Linked DNA regions of Sus scrofa: all the other regions are linked to region 2. Evidence: chromatin contacts called from public HiChIP or PLAC-seq data. All regions are on one chromosome and are shown on one strand. Each heading gives the region's core, a stretch centred on a gene start, on an enhancer-like site or on the middle of the called end of the contact. The rest is flanking DNA. Distances are from core to core; before and after follow the strand shown.

Region 1 (4,680 bases), core at 1,115-3,614, 57 kb before region 2:
GCAAACAAATATCCAGAATTAGATTATACAAATGTGCTGTATCAAAACAAATCAAAGAATGATTCAGAACACCACTATTTAATCGAGACTCTCAGCAACCAGAGGCTCTGATTTGATGCCTAAGAGAAATGCTCACTAATCAATCTGTTCACCCAAAGTACTAAAAGAGCCAAAATAAAGAGTACAGAGCACTCTAGAAACTTTAGGCTTTCTCATCCCCACACAGCCAATTCCAAGCCCTACAAAGAAGCCTGTTTACAGTCAACCACAGGGAATGTAGTAAGGCTAGCAATGAGAGCATGCACACCCTATGAAAAGAAAGTTAGGGTCACACACAGGATGTGTGAAAACAGCAAAACTTTCGCTTGGCGGTAAGGGAATTCTTTACGTTCCTCAACAGTACAAGCTCACATCAGAAAGAGCTCCAGTGGCAATGAGACCCAATGGAACTGTAAAAAGAAAGCAAAGTGGAAAACCACTTAGGGGTCAAACTGAGCAATTCTAGAGAAAGAACTGGGAGATGCCATCTGGGGAAGGAGTAGGGAAGGCTACCCTCTCCAGCTAGACTACTGGCGTTGAATATATCAAGTATTAATTGCTCAAAAGGCTAAGAAAATACCCACAATTAAATTACATCAGACATTCAAACTCATTTTTTGCTCTAAGTTAAACTCTATAGCCCTTTAATCCACACATTTGTTTACCTGATAGTTTTTGAAATTAGCAAGGATGTGCTTGATTTGTTCTGCAGCTCCTGTCATAAAAGGTTTTACTCTTTCTGGTCTCTGTTCTTCGAGTTTCCCTTTGATTCTAAAACAAGTATTTTATTGATAGGTTAAGTTCGTTACAGAGCTCTGAGCAAAAGAAATTTTCTCCAAAAACTCCAAACTGAAACTAGCAACTAGCTATCACTGAGCACAATCAAGAAATTCCTAGCTCACAGGAGGGATGTTTTATGACTGTTCACAACTTTGAATTTCCTGTCAGCTTCTTTCCAAAGTGCTGTTCTGAAAAGGTAAAGCCAGACCTGTATGCACCTGTTATGCTCATATTTGATAGAAAAGCAACCACCCTTCTGAGCTCATTAATAAAGTATTTGACAACCATGCCTGCTTGCTAAAAAAATCTCCATAGTTAGAAGATCCCTAAATCCTACAGGATTCCAGACATCAACGGAATGTGCCAAGATCACTTACGACTTCATATAATCTTTGATGTACTTCTTGTAGGCTTCCTTTGTGAAGCTGGTTTCCTGCAGGTGATGGTTCATGACAATATCGACACCAGTGATTACTGTGCTTTCGGTACCTTCGCCCTCGGGCCCTTCAGCGGAGGCATTTCCACCAATGAGCGAGTCATCAATGTTACCCTCTGTCCTACTGACCATCTGCGTTAAGGAAAAGTTTAGTTGCTAACACATCCTCGACCTTACCACAAAGGCATCAAAACAATTTAAGCAGCTCATACATCCCATCAGCCTTCCACTAAAGATTCTTGTTTCTTGCTGAAAACATGGGGAAAAAATTTATGACCCCTCGATTTCCTAAAACACCCTAACAATTCTTTGTTGACCAGCACGAGAAGGGGGTTGTTTACAACGAGTGGAAGTTTTGCGTGGACAGTCGGGTTGAAAAGGGCAACCGCTGAGGGCTTCGGGCTCCCAAACAGGAGACAACCTGTCCGGGACCGCCTGGGAGGATGGGCGCCCAAGTGGCGGACCTATTTCCAGACTCAGCTCCGCCTCCACTTTTCTAGAAAAACCCGAGCCCGGAAAGAGCGTCTCCTCCGCCAGGAGGCAACGGAGAGGATTGCACAACCTCGGGCGGGGGAGCGGCGGAAACCCGAGCCTGCCTGGCCTTGCCTCCTCCTCGCCGCGACCCGGCCCGACTCACCTTCCCCTCCACCTCCAGACACAGCCCGTCCGCGATCTCCCGGATCTTGTAGATGTCGGAAAACATCTCATCATCTGCCCGAGAACACAAACCCGCCAGTCAACCGTGCGCCTGAAGCCCGAGCCGGCGCCATTTCCCGCGCCGCCCCGCCCGCCGCACGCGACCCCCGCCCTTCCCCGGCGCTCGAAACCCCAGGGCGCGCGCCAAGCACCGACCTTCCTCGCTCCCGGGAGGGCGCCGGCGTCCCCCAGGCCCAGGACGGCGGCGGCGGCGGCGGCGGCCGTCTCCCCGCCCCCCACCAGACCCCCATCCCCTTCGCGCGGCAGTGGGGAAGAGTGCAGTCCCCACTCACGGCTGATGAGGTCCCGGTAGATGATCATGATGGCGGCTGGAGGGAGACGACGGCGGCGCTAGCTTAGCAGGAACCGGGAGCTCAGAGCGAGCGCGGTGCAGCCGGAGCGGCGCTCGGGGGGAGGGGGGAGCGGGCGGAAAAGGCCGACTCTGCCGCTCCCCAACCTCATATAGAGGGCACGTCCCCCTACGTCATCGCCCGCTGCGCCTCCGGAAGCGCCGTAAGCGGTGACGTGGCACGCAGAGCGGCGCGTGGGGTGGGGCCACAGCGCGAGCCGGGGGTGGGGAGGGGAGGAGGACATCCGGGGACTTGGCCTTGGGCTGCAAAGCCGTGCCCCACGCTGGGCCCTCGGGGCTTCCTAGGGGGGAGAAGTCGGGAGGGACAAGGATGGGCGACGCAGGGAAGGAGGTGCGGCGGGGGGCGGGGCAGAGGGAAATGCGGGAGCGGGTGGGGGGAGGAGCGTGCGGGGGGCTGCGAGGAGGGAAGGGCTTCCGGGCGCTGAGTGGTGGAAGTGGTGCCTGGGGCTCTGCCCCTCCCTACGCCAGGGTTGCCCTCGAAGGTGCTGGGTCTGGGTGGGGCTTCAAGTTTCCGCCTCAGGCCTCGCCCGGCGCAAGCTCCCACCCTTTCTGGGAACCAAAGTGTCAGCTGTTGGGAAGGACTTTGCATTTACGTAGGGTCCCTTTGAGGCTTTGGGAGACCGCGACTCTGTCCCCGGGGATGATGGCAGGGGGGCTGGGTTTATGACCCGCCTCCTGTGAGTTCTGGGGTCTCGGAGAACTTTTCAGCGTTTTCTCCTAGGGCTCTCCCCCTACATCGAGTTTTCGGACGCTTTTGTGGGGGCAGGGCTGAGTCCGGGTTGTGGGACCCAGGTCGTCCCTCCTGCCCCTTCGGAATAATCGTGGGGGATGTGTGTAGGAAAAGACTTGAGGGGGGAGGAAAGTGTCGCGGGAGTTTACACAGTTTTCCCATCTCTCGGCTTGGTCCTGTATGTGAAAGTTTGCGGTTCCTAACACAGGTTTAGAATCTTCACCTTTTCTGTTTGCACTTGGTCTTGAATTAGGTCGTTTGAAAAAGAGGGTATGTTGTCACTTTAAGATCGAAATTATATGCCAGGTGCCAGAGGGTTAAACATTAAAAGGAAAAGGAGCTCCCCACCTGCCCAAGTTTTATTTGGACTTTGGACCTAATTATGAGATACTTTAAAAATGCCCTTTCAGGCAAAGATTTATGCCAGTATGCAACCGGAGAACTTGTTCCATACCACGAATGTATTTGTGCTCCACTCTGTCCTTAGCGGGGGGTTTTGCTCAGAGGTCTCAACTGTGAACAGGTTAAATCCAGTCCTACCCTCACAGAAAATTTTGTTCTAGTAAATCAAAGAATTGGCCAATTATAGCACATTAATGGTTTTTCCCTGATTCAACAATAAAGCATTCCCCAGGGTAAGACAGGGCACCCCCTGTGAAGGAACAGGGCACAGGACACTGAATTGAGATGATGGAAGAATCATAATGCAAAAGAGCCAGGAAATGGGACCCTCTTGGGAGATGACGTCTAGGGCTGCACTGGACACCCTAGGAGACACTGGGTAACTGCGAGGAAGCTGAAAGTGGGATGAAGGGGATCTGAAAGCAAGTGGATATCTTCTGAGAGGTGGTCCACCAGGTGGTTTCTGGATGTGGGAGTGGAACAGATTATTATCCCAGGCATATCACAATTTAATGATTTTCCTCAACTTCAACATTTTCCAATTATTCAGAAATATTCCCATCACCCATACATTACTGTCAAACGTTATTGCTGCTACTTTTCTCCAGGTTTGTTCAGTCAAAACTTTTTCTCAAGTTTTATAAACAGCCCTGTGAAAGAGAGTACTAAAGTTAAAATCAAAGCACCCTAGGTTTGGAGTTCCCATCGTGGCGCAGTGGAAATGAATCTGATTAGGAACCATGAGGTCGCGGGTTCACTCAGTGGGTTAAGGATCTGGCGCTGCTGTGGCTGTGGTATAGGTGGGCAGCGACAGCTCCGATTAGACCCCTGGCCTGGGAACCTCCATATGCCGTGGGTGTGGCCCTAAAAAGCAACAACAACAACAACAAAAAAAAAAAAAAAAAAAAAAAGCAGCCTAGGTTGAAATCTTGGGTTTATCTGGTACTAGTTCTGTGACCTTGAGAAAGTCAGCCTCCCTAAGCCTAAGTATAAAATGGAATTTTGTTGAGTTAAAAGGTTTAGGGGGGAGTTCCTGCTGTGGTAAAGTAGGTTAAGAGTCCAACTGCAGCAATTCCAGTCTCAGCAGAGGTATGGAACCCGGCTAACATCCATGAGGATTCGGGTTTGATCCCTAGTCTTGCTCCATCCCTGGCCCTGCACAGTGGCTTAAAGGATCTACCACTGGCATTCCTGTTCTGGTGCATCAGATATGAATCCGAGGGTGCA
Region 2 (4,746 bases), core at 2,059-4,558:
GCAGCTTCTGAGACGGTCCCCAGGGATCTTGGCTTATTGTGTATTCTGTCCCCCTGAAGTGGGGGCTGGATTTGTTGACTCCCTTCCAGCAAGGAGACTATAGCAGAAGTCCTGGGATGTCGCTTTTTTCTTCTTTTTTTTTTTTTTTTTTGGCTTTTGGTCTTTTAGGCCGGCACCCGTGGCATATGGAGCTTCCCAGGCTAGGGGTCCAATTGGAGCTGTACCCACAGCCACAGCAACGTCAGATCCGAGCCATGTCTGCGACCTACACCACAGCACACGGCAATGCTGGATCCTTAACCCACTGAGCGAGGCCAGGGATCGAACCTGCGTCCTCACCAATGCTAGTTGGATTTGCTAACCACTGACCCATGATGGGAATTCCTGGGATGTCACTCTTAAATTCGGTTACAAAAAGACTGTGGCTTTCAGAATCTCTCTCTCTCTTATTTTCTCTTTCTAGTGTGAGGCAAGCTGCCATGTTGTGAGTAGTTTCATGGAGAGACCATGATGCAAGAAACTGGTATTTCCAGTGGTTGTAGGTTAAACTGTGTCTCCCAGACATACTGAAGTTCTAATACACCTGCTGTCTGTGAAATGGCCTTATTTCGAAATAGGATCCCATTTGCAGATGCAATCGAATTAAGACGAGGTCACACTGGGTTAGGGTGGGCCTGAATGCAGCCACTGGCATCCTATGGACACAGACACACAAAAGAATGCGATGTGGCAGTAGAGGCAAGATACTGAAGTCCTGCAGTTACGATCCAAGGAACACCAAGGAGAGCTGCTAACTGCTAGCAGCCTGGAGAGAGGCAAGAGAGGATTCTTCCTTAGATTCTTTGGGGAACTTGGCCCTGCTGACATCTTGACTTTGGTCTTCTAGCCTTCGGAACTGTGAGAGAGTAAACCCCCATTAAAAAAAGAAGTCCAGAAATTCCTGGCTCAGTAGTAATGAGCCTGACTAGTATCCATGAGGACACCGGTTCAATCCCTGGCCTTGCTCTGAGCTGTGGTGTAGGTCATACATGTGGCACAGAATCCATGTTGCTGTGGCTGTGGTGTAGGCCGGCAGCTGTAGCTCCAATTCACCCTTAGCCTGGGTACGTCCAAATGCCGAGGGTGCAGTCCTAAAAAAGACAAAAAAAACCCATCTAGTTTATAGCAATTTTTTTCTTTATATGGTGGAACTTGTAGCATATGGAAGTTCCCAGGCTAGGGGTAGAATTGGCCTACGCCACAGCCACAGCAACGACAGATCTGAGCCACCAGATACTACCTATACCGCAGCTCATGGCAACGCTGGATCTTTAACCCAATGAGCAAGGCCAGGGATCAAACCCAAGTTCTCATGGATACTAGTTGGCTCATTACTAATCTGTTGAGTCACAACGGGAACTCCCAATTTAAGGCATACCTAAGAAACAGACACAGGCTGACAGCCAGCATGGACTGAGGTCTGCCTACAGCCACATGAGGGAGCTTGAAAGAGGATATTGGGGGGCCAGCCAAGAGCCAGGCGAGTGAGCTTGGAGGCAGATCCTCCTCCGGTTTGGCCTTGAGAAGATGTAGCCCAAGTGCCACCCTGCTTGCATTCCTATGAGAGACCTGGAGCTAGAGGTCCCTACCTCAGCCCTTCCTGGATTTCTGATACGTAGAAACTGTGAGGTGGAGCTCCCATCATGGCACAGCGGAAACCATGAAGTTTCAGGTTTGATCCCTGGCCTCTCTCAGTGGGTTAAGGATCCAGTGTTGCCGTGTGCTGTGGTGTAGGTCGCAGACATGGCTCGGACTGACGTTGCTGTGGCTGTGGTGTAGGCTGGCAGCTACAGCTCTGATTGGACCCCTAGCCTGGGAACCTCCATATGCTGCAAGTGCAGCCCTAAACCCCCCCCCAAGAAAACAAACAACAACAAAAAAGAAACTGCAAGGCAGTATATGTTTGTTATTTTAAGCTGCAAAGCGTAATTATACAGCAATAGACAACAAAAAAAAATCTTCTTTTTTGGCTGTGGCATGCAGCAGCTTGATATGGAATCTCAGTTGCCAGAGCAGGGATTGAACCTGGGCTGTAGTGGTGAAGGCTACTTTTCTTTCTAAAAAGTGGAACGTCAGTCTAATCATGAGGAAACAATTCTATAATCCATACTAATACAGCCTACAATTGGCCTGGACTTTTCAAATATGTTGAAAGTTATTTTAAAAAGTGAGAGTACTAGTACTAGGGTAGTAGACTGAAGGAGTTTGTATAGAAAAGCATGAAATAAAATACTTCCAAACCTGGGTAGATCTCAAACTAAAAAAAAAAAAAGTGTGTGTGGGTGTTTATGAGCTTTAGGGACAACAAAGACAATTTGGATGGACAGTATATTTGGATGATTTGAATGAAATTACATATATATATATATATATTTTTTTTTTTTTTTTTAAAGAGCTGAACCTGTGGCATGTGGAGGTTCTCCAGCTAGGAGCTGAATCCCAGCCACAGCTGCTACCCACACTACCCAAGTCACTGCAGTCAGATTTTTTTTTTTTTTTTTTTTATGGAAGTTCCCAGGCTAGGGGCTGAATTGGAGCTACAGCTGCCCGCTACCACCTATACCACAGCTCACCCCAACGCTGGACCTTAACCCACTGAGGGAGGCCAGGGATCCAACCCTCGACCTCATGGATACTAGTTGGATTTGTTTCCTCTGCGCCATAATGGGAACTCCGGCAGTTGGATTCTTAATCCACTGCACCACAGCGGGAACTCCCGAAATGATATTAAATTTCTTGCATGTCATAATGGTGAGGTATTTAAGGGTGAAGCGATGTTGTTCGCAATTTCCAGTGGTTCAGGGGTCGTGGGAGTGGGGGGAAAAGTATACAGGGAGAGAAATGAAATTGCAAATATTGTGAAATGTTAACATTTAATTTAGTGCAGGGTATACTGCTCAAGTCTTAAGTCGGTTTATAAATTTTCAAACTAAAAAGCTGGTTGGTTTTTTGTTTTTTTTTTTTTAAGCGTCCAAGTTTACTTCCTTCTGACTAGAGAGGTTAACGTGGACAGCAAGAATCAGCACCCTGAGAAGGCTCCTCTTCCGTGGCTGTTAACTTTCTCTTTCACCAAAGAGTCAACGTCTAGGCCATAGTAGGCGTCGCGGAGTCCGGGGCAGCTTCCAGCCCCCGAAGGCCGAGAGCCAGGGTCTTCCTGCCTGGTCCCTTCTGGGCCAGCTGGCCCTCAGCTGCCGGGGGCGCGACCTGGGCGTGGCCTGTGCCGGAGCAGCCAATGAGAGGCGAGGCTGCGGGCGGGCCCGTGAGGGGCGGGGCTGGGGCGGGGCGGTGCGTGGGCTCTAGGCCGCCAGCGCCGCTCCGCTGTCTTTTCTCCAGCTCCAGCGCAGCTGCCGGCCCTGGCTGCGGCTTTTTCTGGGCGGGAGGAGGTGCAAGGCCGCCGCGGCCGCCGGGTAAGTGCCAGACCTGCAGGTCGCGGCCGCGCTGACTGCCCCGCGCCTGCTCCCGGTCCCCCCTCCTCCGGCCCGCCTCCCATTGCCCAGGGGCGCCCAGAGCTCCTGGCGCGGAACTCCCGGCCCCAACGCGGTGGCGCTTCTCCTCTGGCCCGCCGCAGCCCGGGGCTAAGGCTGGTGTTGGGGCCGCGGTTCCAGAGAGCCCCGGCGCTGCCGGGCGAGTCCAGGGACTCGCCTCTGCTTTCCGGTTCGCGTGCGGGGCCGGCTTGGTGGGGCGCGAGGTTCCGGGGTGCGCCCCGCTCCTCCAGCTGCAAACCCTGCGGTCGGGTGGGTTCCGCAGGAGCGCCGGCTCCTGGCCCTCTTCACTCGGCGGCGTGGGGCGTGATTTCTCTTCTGGCGTCTCCGAGATCGAGTGTGAGGCCAGTCTAGCAGGTCGGCGTGTGCGACCTTTCTGCCGAGGTGCGTTTCACCTGTGTCTGCATCTCCCACCTGCAGTTCATTCAGAGTGTGCAGCCCTGGCACCCGCTAGCTGTGTACTTGAGCCAGGGCTCTCTTGTACTTTGAATTACTCCCGGCACGCGCCAGGCCAGTTGGGCTCAGGTTTGCAAGGACGAGTCAAATTCATTCGCTCGGAAAGTTAATGTAGCTTTGGGTTTTAGTGTAATTCCAAGTGTAAGTAATTTTGTGTAAAGCAATTACAAGTGACCCTGATTATTTCTGCGCAAGGATAGCAGAGCTGTCGAACTGCCCGGCAAGAGTCTAGATTCGTCTCCTCCTTTAGCAAGAGAAGTTGAAAGGTGCGAATTCTGCCCTTGGCTTTGCGCTGCCAAGCCTTGTGACCCTGGGCTCAGTCAATTCATGTGAAGTAAGACAGATTTCTTAGATTCCTTTTAAATCCCACGTTTCATTAGTCTGATGAGCTTATTTTGCATCCTGTACCTTTAAAAAGAATGGGGAATAAGAAAAAATCCATGAAAGGCAGCCCTGCCGGGAGCAATGATTTATGAGCGCACGCACAGAAGTTTAGAGACTAGATTGTGGTTTAAGACTGCTGACTGAAAAGGAGCACAGTAAAATTGGAAAAACGTATGTAGAATTAATTAACTGTATAAGAGAAACTTGGAAAGCTTTAAGAAATTCCAGGAGCAATTACTGCATTTAATTACCTCTCTTTGCAGGTGTATAGATGAGGTAGGGAGAAAATAAATGCTAAGGGAAAATGTAGTAGAAAGGATGCATAACTTAGCATATATCTTAAGTATAGGGAGAATCCTTTGGAATTCTTAATTTGTATGGGCAT
Region 3 (4,194 bases), core at 1,436-3,935, 46 kb after region 2:
GGACTCCTAGCCTTAGAACCTCCATATGCTCCGATTGGACCTCTAGCCTGGGAACCTCCATATGCCTCGGGCATGGCCCTGAAAAGACAAAACAAAACAAACAAACAAACAAAAACCAGACATACAGACCAATGGAACAGAATAGAGAACCCAGAAATAAACCCAGACACCTATGGTTAATTAATCTTTGACAAAGGAAGCAAGATTAAAATGGGAAAAAGTCTCTTGAGCAAGTGGTGTTGGCAAAACTGGATAGCTGCATGTAAATCAATGAATCTGGAACATCCCCTCACACCGTGCACCAAAAAATAAATAAATAAAAATAAAAAATAAAAATGGTTTAAAGACTTAAACGTAAGACCAGACACCATAAAACTCCTAGAAGAGAACATAGGCAAAACATTTGCTGACATCAACTATACAAATGTTTTCCTAGGTCAGTCTAAGGCAATAGAAATAACGACAAAAAATAAACCAAATTAACATACTCTGAAAGGAGTTGCAGACATGCAGGGGACATGAGGATGTTTTCTTTTGGTGATTTCATTTTGTGACTTCATGCTAGATGCGGTAAAATAGAGTGTGATCTGATTTCTTCCCCCTGACAGTGTTTTGGCACTAGATCTACTCCTGCCTTTAAGGTAGAACAGAACGTACCGAAGCTTCCCAGCTTTTCCTCTTGGAGGCATCCCTTCAAGCCTGTAATGCTCACCTTTAGGACTCACGCTTGCTAAAATGCCCCATGACAACAAAGTCCTAATGGGTTTAAATGTCTGTCTTCATGTCTCTCTCTTCTGTAACAGTACTGTAGAGGAGAAAGAGCCGGTCTTGTCAGGAATCCTGGTGATGACAGGTCTGCCTCTCTTTTTTTTTTTTTTTTTTTTTTTCTTCCCTTTGGCTTTTTAAGGCTGCACCTGAGGCATATGGAGGTCCCCAGGCTAGGGGTAGAATCAGAGCTACAGCCACTGGCCTACACCACAGCCACAGCAATGCCAGATCCAAGCTGTGTCCTCAGACTACACAGCTTATGGCAATACCAGATCCTTAACCCACTGAGCGAGGCCAGGGATCGAACCCTGCCTGGTTCCCATGGAGGCTAGTCTCATTCGTTACCATGGAGCCATGATGGGAACTCCAGGACTGCCCTTTATTAACCAGTATCCTGAACAGGTGCCAAACCTCCCTAGGATTCAGTTTTTCATTCATTAGATGAAGATAATAGTAATGATTTTCACCAGCTTCCTCCTTGGTTTAAAGTGAGGAGCAGATGAGACGTACTGTGGACTCTGACATGAGCATCAGCAGGGTCTTGTGCAGTGCTCAGATTTTAGTCACTGAGTGGGGCTGACCAGGGTGAGACTGAAGTACCCACTGGAAGGAGATCTTGGGATGTCTGTCTCCACCTCCTCTGCTTTCTGTTCCCATCCCTGCCTCTTGTCCCTCAGGCATCCTTCCGTTTCCAGGGGTCTATTCTAAGACATTAGCGGCTAAAAAGGCTTAAGCAGCAAAGATATGGCTCTGGAACGTGGAGTTTCAGACATTTATAACAGGTAATGGGGAAGTTCACCTCTATCTATGCCTTTAGGGCAGCAGGTATTTCCCAGAGACAATTCTGACCCACTGAGCCACAAGGGAACCCCCAGCAAGAATTCCTTTTTTTTTTCTTGTATTTCTTTTTTTAGGGCCTCGCCTGCAGCATATGAATATTCCCAGGTTAGAGGTCAAATAAGAGCTGCAGCTACCAGCCACAGCCACAGCCACTCGGGGTCCGAGCTGTGTCTGCAACCTACACAGCTCATAGCAACGAGGGATCCTTAACTCACTGAACAGGGCCAGGGATCATCACCGCTGAGCCACGACAGGAACTCCCCAGCAGGAATTTCTTAAACCAGAGCCTGTGAATGATTTTTTAAATGTGTTTTCATTTCATATACTTAAAATATATATGTGTGTATATATACATATATATATATATATATATGTATATATATAGTTCCAGAATCATCAGTGTGAATTGTGCCACATCTGAGGCATGCAAAAGTTCCTGGACCAGGAACTGAACCTGAGCCACAGCAGTGATAACGCCAGTCCTTAACTACTAGGCTACCAGGGAACTCCCAACGTGAGTGTTTTATACCTTAGAATTGCCATATGCTTCCTTCTTCCCTGCCCTTCTAATAGCTGCATTTGTGACCCACACCACAGCCCATGGCAACTCGGGATACTTAACCCACTGAGCAAGGCCGGGGATTGAACCCGCGTGCTCATGGATCCCAGTCTGGTTGAGCCAACACAGGAGCTCCAAACCTTTGAGGTTTTGTGTGTTTTCATAAATTAAGTTTCTAACAGCAGAATCATTGGATGTTGGAGAAGTTGTGGAAATTGTTAATATATTAATATGGAAATCAGCATATACACACTCAAGCCAGGCTATTAGGCTGTGAGCAGAGAGCAGCATTAGATCCCAGAACCAAAGAAAACTGGTGCCCTCAGGGTTACTAAGCACAGTTGTCAAAAAGAACACGTAACAATAAAGTTATTTATTTTGAGGAGGAGACTTCCGGTAGGGGCATTTCTTTTTCCGCCAGGGCCTATGTTCGTCATCTTCTCAGTTTACATTCCAACCGGAAATGCTTGTACCCCGTGTAAAGCCACGTCGGTCCTGGCCTCAGTCCCGCCCACGCAGAGGGGGGAAGCGCTTCCGGGGTCAGGGGTGTTCTGGCTCGCCCCGCCCCGGCGCCGGTGCCCTGCTGGAAGGCCTGGCTCTCCCGGAAGTGGCCCGGGCCTCTCTCTGTTGGGGTCCCCACCTCCCTGCTGCTGCTGCTGCTGCGGGCCGCAGGGGGGGCAGCGATGGCGGAGGCGGCGCTGCTGCTGCTGCCAGAGGCGGCAGCGGAGCGGGATGCACGGGAGAAGCTGGCCCTCTGGGATGGAAGACTGGACACTACGGCGCCGCTGACGGACCGGCAGACAGACTCGGTGCTGGAGCTGAAGGCGGCGGCCGAGGACCTGCCCGTGCCGACCGAGGTGAGGTGACGGTCTGGAGCTGGCTGCTCTGCTCCGCTGCCGCGCCGGTGGACCCCGGCCTTGCAGACCCCGGCCTTGAGACCCCTGTCCAGGGTCTCTCCTCTCCTCCCGGGTCACGGTGGCAGCTCTGGTGGGAGAGGCCCCTTCACCTTCCTGGGCTGTCAGGCCTCGTGCCGCTCCGGACTGCCGACCTCTCCCCTCTGGCGCGGAGACGGCAGTGGGGGGTGTCCAGTGGCTAGTGGCGCTGAACGTGGGACAGTTGGCCCCGAACCTTGCCCTGGCTTCTTGCCCCCGGTGTCCCTGGTGTCAGCGAGACATGGTCCTGCTGCCCACCGCCTCTCGGAAGGAGAAGGCGCTGAACCCCAAGTGCTTTGCTTCAGGACAGACTCCTGTGGGTATTCATTTAACCACCTTAATGAATAGCCTAGCGTCCTTTTTCCGTAGGGGTACTTGGGGAGACCAAAGTTGATCCCTGGTGAGTTTCATTCATCGCACACTGAGCAGTGAGCTCTCGATCGAGTACAGGTTAATGGGAGAGCCGATTTATATTTGACTTAGAGCAAAGCAATAAAAATTTTTCTTTGAAAGTTGGGTCAGTACATTATTAGATAATGCTAGTTTTTATGTTAACTTTTAAAATTCTGGTTACCTTTGAGATCTTATGTATTATCACTGCTTGTGGAATTCAGTTCAGTTAGTTAATAATAGCAAGTAGTACGTTTTATGAATTGTCAGTTATTTGAAAAACTTTTTCTTATTTTGAGGACCGGGTTTAGGGAGATTATTTTATTAGCCACTGATGGTTACTTTGGATGTTGGAAGCATTCTTTTTATACAATTTGGAATTGTGACCAAAGGCAGATTGAATAGAGACTTTAACTTTTTTTTTTTCCTGCCCTGGCACTCTAGAGATTAAGAACTTTGGTTTGAAAGTTCTTGCCACTTTCTCTGTTGCATGCTCTGCCGGAAAATGCAGGTGTTCTTTTCTTGGGTTTCTCTGTCCACCTCAGGGATTTTATGGTAGACGTGGGTTTGAAATAAATGAGGAAGCAGGTGGAAATTTGCTTTGGTGTGGCTATCACAGTCTTTTATGCCCTGGGTAATGGAAGTTGTTTGCTCTATAAATATTCCAGTCTGTTTGTAATTGATTTGGTCTCTTACCAAAGCAGG
Region 4 (4,101 bases), core at 347-2,846, 36 kb before region 2:
GTGTAGGTTGCAGACACGGCTCGGATCTTGCATTGCTGTGGCTGTGGTGTAGGCTGGCAGCTGTAGTTCCGATTGGACCCCTAGCCTGGGAACCTCCATGTGCCGCAGGTGCGGCCCTAAAAAGGACAAAAGACAAAAAGAAAAAAAAAAGAGTTCATGTTTAGGCACCTTAAGTCTGAGATGCCTGTGGTTTTTTCCCAACAGCGGTCTTGATTTTCCACTTAGATGGATCACCAGCATCTCAAACTTAATGCAAAACTGTTCTCCTCACTCTCCTAAACGTGCTCCCTCTCAGCTCAGTCAAAGTCCATGATCCAGCTTCCAGAGCTTGGGTTTCCCCTCCCACACCCCACGCCCATCTGTCCCCAGTGCTGCCACTTCCACATTCTGTCCTTCTCCCCATTCTCCACGGCTGCCGCCAGTCTGAGCCACCCTCAGCCCCGCCTGAACAACTGACCCGTCTTCCGCCTCATCTTCCCACCCTCGCCTCCCAGCCATCATTATCCATTTAGCACAGTCTTGGGAGACGGAGACACTCAGAACCACTGCTTAAAAGCTTGCAGAGCTAGCTCATCGTACTTAGAATGGAACGAGCTCCTCATCAATGCCCGACGCAGTGTAGAACCCTGAGGCTGGGTGAAGCGGGACTGGCCAGGGGTTTAAATCCTGGGTCAGCAGAGTTCCCCTCATGGCTCAGCGGAAGCAAATCCAACTAGTGTCCATGAGGATGCAGGTTGGATCCATCCCTGGCCTCCCTCAGTGGGTTTGGGATCTGGCGTTGCCCCGAGCTGTGGTGTAGGTTGCAGACGTGACTCGGATCTGGCGTTGCTCTAATTGTGCTTGTGGTTTAGGGAGTCCAGCAGCTACAGCTCCAATTTGGCCCCTAGCCAGGGAGCCTTCATATGTTGTGGGTGCGGCCCTTAGAAAGAAAGAAAGAAAAAAACTGGCCACTTTACAGTTTCAGTAACTTCCAGACTTGAGTGCATTCCTTGACCTTCCAGAGGGAAATAAAAAAAAGGTTGATGACAGACTAAGAAAAGTCATCCAATTTTCAGCTTAGGAAAAAACCCCCCAAATCCTAGGTTGGCTACTGACTATCCTCAGAGAGAGATACCTCATCTCAGGTCACGCCCCAGCCCAGCCCTAGGGTGCTCCTGGCGAGTGCCTCAAAAGAGAATGCCTTAAGCCATCTGGAATCCTCTCTCTGCCTTGTGTGGCTTATTCCTTCTCAGTTCAAATCAGCTCCAGAGAACTTCCTTGACCATCCTTCCTAGAATAAGGGTCTCACAAACTAGTTCTTTTCTTCAGAGCAGCCACATCATTTGTAAGTAGGTATTTATGCTTTGTTTATTTGCTTAATACCTGCCTCCATCCCTAAACTATGAACTTCATGAGGGGAGAGGTATTTTGTTTTTGTTTTTTTTTTCTTTTCCCCTTCTTTTTTTGGCCTTGTTTTGTACTGGAAGAGTGCTTGGGATTTACCAGGCATTCAATAAAATATTGTTGGGAAGATTGAATGAGTAAATGAATCAAGTCCGGGCAACTACTACAGAAGCAACTTTTTACCCACGGGTGCCCCAAACTACCGAATAACCCAGGTATGTACCCACCTCCCCCCTCACTCCCTGCCAAATGCTTGTGGCTAGCGCTGTTCTGACTAAAAACAAATTCTCAATTCATTTGTCCATTCATAAATAGAATATGATTGTTACGCATCTTCTTGGTCAGCGAGTATTAGTAATCATGGGTGGGGAACTGCGGCTCGCGCCTGTCTACACCCTCCTGAAGGGAGATGGTGGCACTTTAGGTTTAACCGCGTGTCCGGCAGAGGGCGCTGCGGAGACACGGCTGTCGCGGGCGCAGGCGCAGCCCCGAGGGAGGGGCGGGGCGAGAGTAGAATGACGTTCTAAATGACGGCTGTGACAACTGTTAGCAAGTTCTCCGGAGGTTTTCTAAGCTCTAGGCGGCCAGTAACAAGCAGTGGTTTCCGAGTCCCGGCTGCGTATCACTGGGATCTGGAGAGATTTTTGCAAAATACTGATTTCTGGATGGAACCTCCCAAAGATTCTTGTTCAGCAGGACCTGGGCGGGCTCTAGACCCTTTTGAAGATATTCCCAAGTGATTTTGATGATCGAGAGATTTGGGGACCCATTGATGGAAATTCCCCAGGGCCAACTTGGGAAGCCGAAGGGGAGAAGCGGGGGAGGAAGTGACAAATCCGGTTTCCATCCCCAACCCTGTTGCATTTTAGCTGTGACCTTTCTGGGCGCTCCCCCCACCCCGCCCGGTAAAATGGAGATAGTAAAGATGGAGCTGGGATGCCTTGTACGGTTATTTTAAGGGTGAAAGGATATCCAGGTGTAAAGATGTTAATACGTGTTCAAAGTGAGATCATCTCTAATCTGAATCAAAGGCAGAAGAGGCGTTCGGTACCTTCCTGTGTCTCTCCATCCAGAGGGAGGAGGGAACCCAGCAATCCAATCATTTGGGAACTGACTGTAATATTTAGCTCTGGAACCTCCAGGCCACTTCTGTCTGTGCCTGCCTTTGGTTTAATCACTTTTCCTCCAGAGGGCGGACAAGAACAACCCTATGGGGAGATAAAGGACTGTGGTTCTAGACGTCAGCAGGAATCTTGTGCAGCATTTAGGGAACCCCGATATGTTTCAGATGGGGCAGCAGATTCAGAAAGGTTGAGAGACTTACCCAAGGTCACACAGCTGGTGAGCACAAAGCCTGGGTCAGTGCTGCCTCTGGAAGTTTTGTGGTGAAGCTTTTGCATCTTGCCTTTGTCCTCCAGAGAAAAGAAATGAACGCTTCCTGCCTTCCTATTTCAGGAATGATAATGGAGGGCCATTTTTATTGCGTTTCCAACAGATCAGTCTTGCAACAAAAGAGGAATGATAGTAGTAATAACAAATGCCATCGTTAAGTTGCCTGGCATGCTCCAGAAGCTTAGGCACATGTCTCCTGTAATCCTCATCTTATCCTGTGCATGAATTCATCAAAGGCTGATTAAGACATCCAAGGGTTCCAGGCACTGGGGATGTGCAGTGAGCAGGCAAGCTCCCTGCTCTGATGCAGCCTGCATTCTGCTGAGAATTGAGAAACTGACAAAGACGATCACAGAAATAAGGTGATTTCAGAGGGTGCTAAGAGCTTTGAGAAAAACAGAACGAAGTGATGTGATGGAAAATGCCTGGGAACCCAAACTGAACCTGAGCAGGACCCTGTGGGTCCCTCCCCGGTACCAAAGCGCACCCGACCCCCTTTCTTGTTTGTAGAAAAAGGCTTTTGGAGTTCCTGACGTGGCCCAGCAGAAACAAACCTGACTGTATCCATGAGGACGCAGGTTTGATCCACTGGCCTGGCTCAGTGGATTAAGGATCTGGCATTGCAGTGAGCCCTGATTGCAGATGCGGCTCAGATCTGGTGTTGCTTTGACTGTGGTGTAGGCTGGCCCCTAGCCTGGAAACCTCCATATGCTGAGGGTGTGACCCTAAAAAGACAAAATGAAACAAAACAAACAAGAGACTTAGCTTCTTTTCACCCCAATCCTGCTCCCCCAGCTGTTGCCAAGCCCCCCTCCCCTCAGAGCTGAGCCTCTCAGGGCGGACTCTGGTAGCTGGCCTTGTCCTCAGATCCCTGTTCCTGTGGGAATTAAAACCCACTTCCTTTTATGTGAATGTCTGTCGCCTTCCCTTCTGTTTATTATTCTGTTTATTAACCTCTGGCTTCCAGGTTGTCTCTGGGCCCTGGAAGTCTTCTCGAGGGGCTGCCAGTGAGGGGGAGCGGGGTGTGTGTGAGGGGACGTCCCAAGTAGCATGTCTACCGACACCACCATTTCGGATCGGATCCTAGTTCACTCTGGATTTTACAAGTTAATGACTTGAGCTTTGGGTTTCTAAAGAAAAGAAAATCAGACACGTCCCTCTGACACTTGGTTGAGTGGTCACTTCCCTCCCGTAGCGCCTACTCTCAGCCTGGGGAAGGGCTCACTCATTCAAGCTATGTTGACACAAGCCCTACTACCTGCCAATTCGGGGACTAGAATTCCATCTTTTGTTATTATCGTCGTTGTTGTTATTATTATTATTATT

What was found. HiChIP or PLAC-seq counts read pairs in DNA pulled down with a chosen protein or histone mark.
Region 1: a contact with region 2 is called in an H3K27ac HiChIP or PLAC-seq map of skeletal muscle. The contact joins the promoter of TPT1 here to the promoter of SLC25A30 in region 2. A contact is called at or near these places in 16 of 47 Hi-C or Micro-C datasets (blood, embryonic fibroblasts, epiblast stem cells and 7 more) and 2 of 2 datasets of contacts at active chromatin or transcription factors (alveolar macrophages and skeletal muscle).
Region 3: a contact with region 2 is called in an H3K27ac HiChIP or PLAC-seq map of alveolar macrophages. The contact joins the promoter of COG3 here to the promoter of SLC25A30 in region 2. A contact is called at or near these places in 4 of 47 Hi-C or Micro-C datasets (embryonic fibroblasts, liver, retroperitoneal adipose tissue and 1 more) and 2 of 2 datasets of contacts at active chromatin or transcription factors (alveolar macrophages and skeletal muscle).
Region 4: a contact with region 2 is called in an H3K27ac HiChIP or PLAC-seq map of skeletal muscle. The contact joins the enhancer-like site here to the promoter of SLC25A30 in region 2. A contact is called at or near these places in 1 of 5 promoter capture datasets (liver), 16 of 47 Hi-C or Micro-C datasets (alveolar macrophages, embryonic fibroblasts, epiblast stem cells and 8 more) and 2 of 2 datasets of contacts at active chromatin or transcription factors (alveolar macrophages and skeletal muscle).

Annotation. Positions count from the first base shown.
Region 1 is chr11:21,926,978-21,931,657 of Sscrofa11.1, reverse strand. TPT1 (tumor protein, translationally-controlled 1) reads right to left here and starts at 2,364. Exons shown (of 6, transcript NM_214373.1): 1 at 2,245-2,364; 2 at 1,893-1,966; 3 at 1,197-1,387; 4 at 705-810. The coding sequence starts at 2,272.
Region 2 is chr11:21,871,343-21,876,088 of Sscrofa11.1, reverse strand. It overlaps SLC25A30 (kidney mitochondrial carrier protein 1), which reads left to right and starts at 3,308. Exons shown (of 10, transcript XM_021065606.1): 1 at 3,308-3,446.
Region 3 is chr11:21,825,417-21,829,610 of Sscrofa11.1, reverse strand. It overlaps COG3 (conserved oligomeric Golgi complex subunit 3), which reads left to right and starts at 2,685. Exons shown (of 22, transcript XR_002336675.1): 1 at 2,685-3,024.
Region 4 is chr11:21,906,321-21,910,421 of Sscrofa11.1, reverse strand. No RefSeq gene overlaps it. Among named protein-coding and RNA genes, the nearest start is that of TPT1, 21 kb to the left of the region's middle. Within about 2 kb of position 1,596, at least 40 of the 83 cell types and tissues checked have an H3K27ac peak or open chromatin away from gene starts, as enhancers often do. A contact at or near this core is called in alveolar macrophages, embryonic fibroblasts, fetal liver and 5 more, where this site is marked.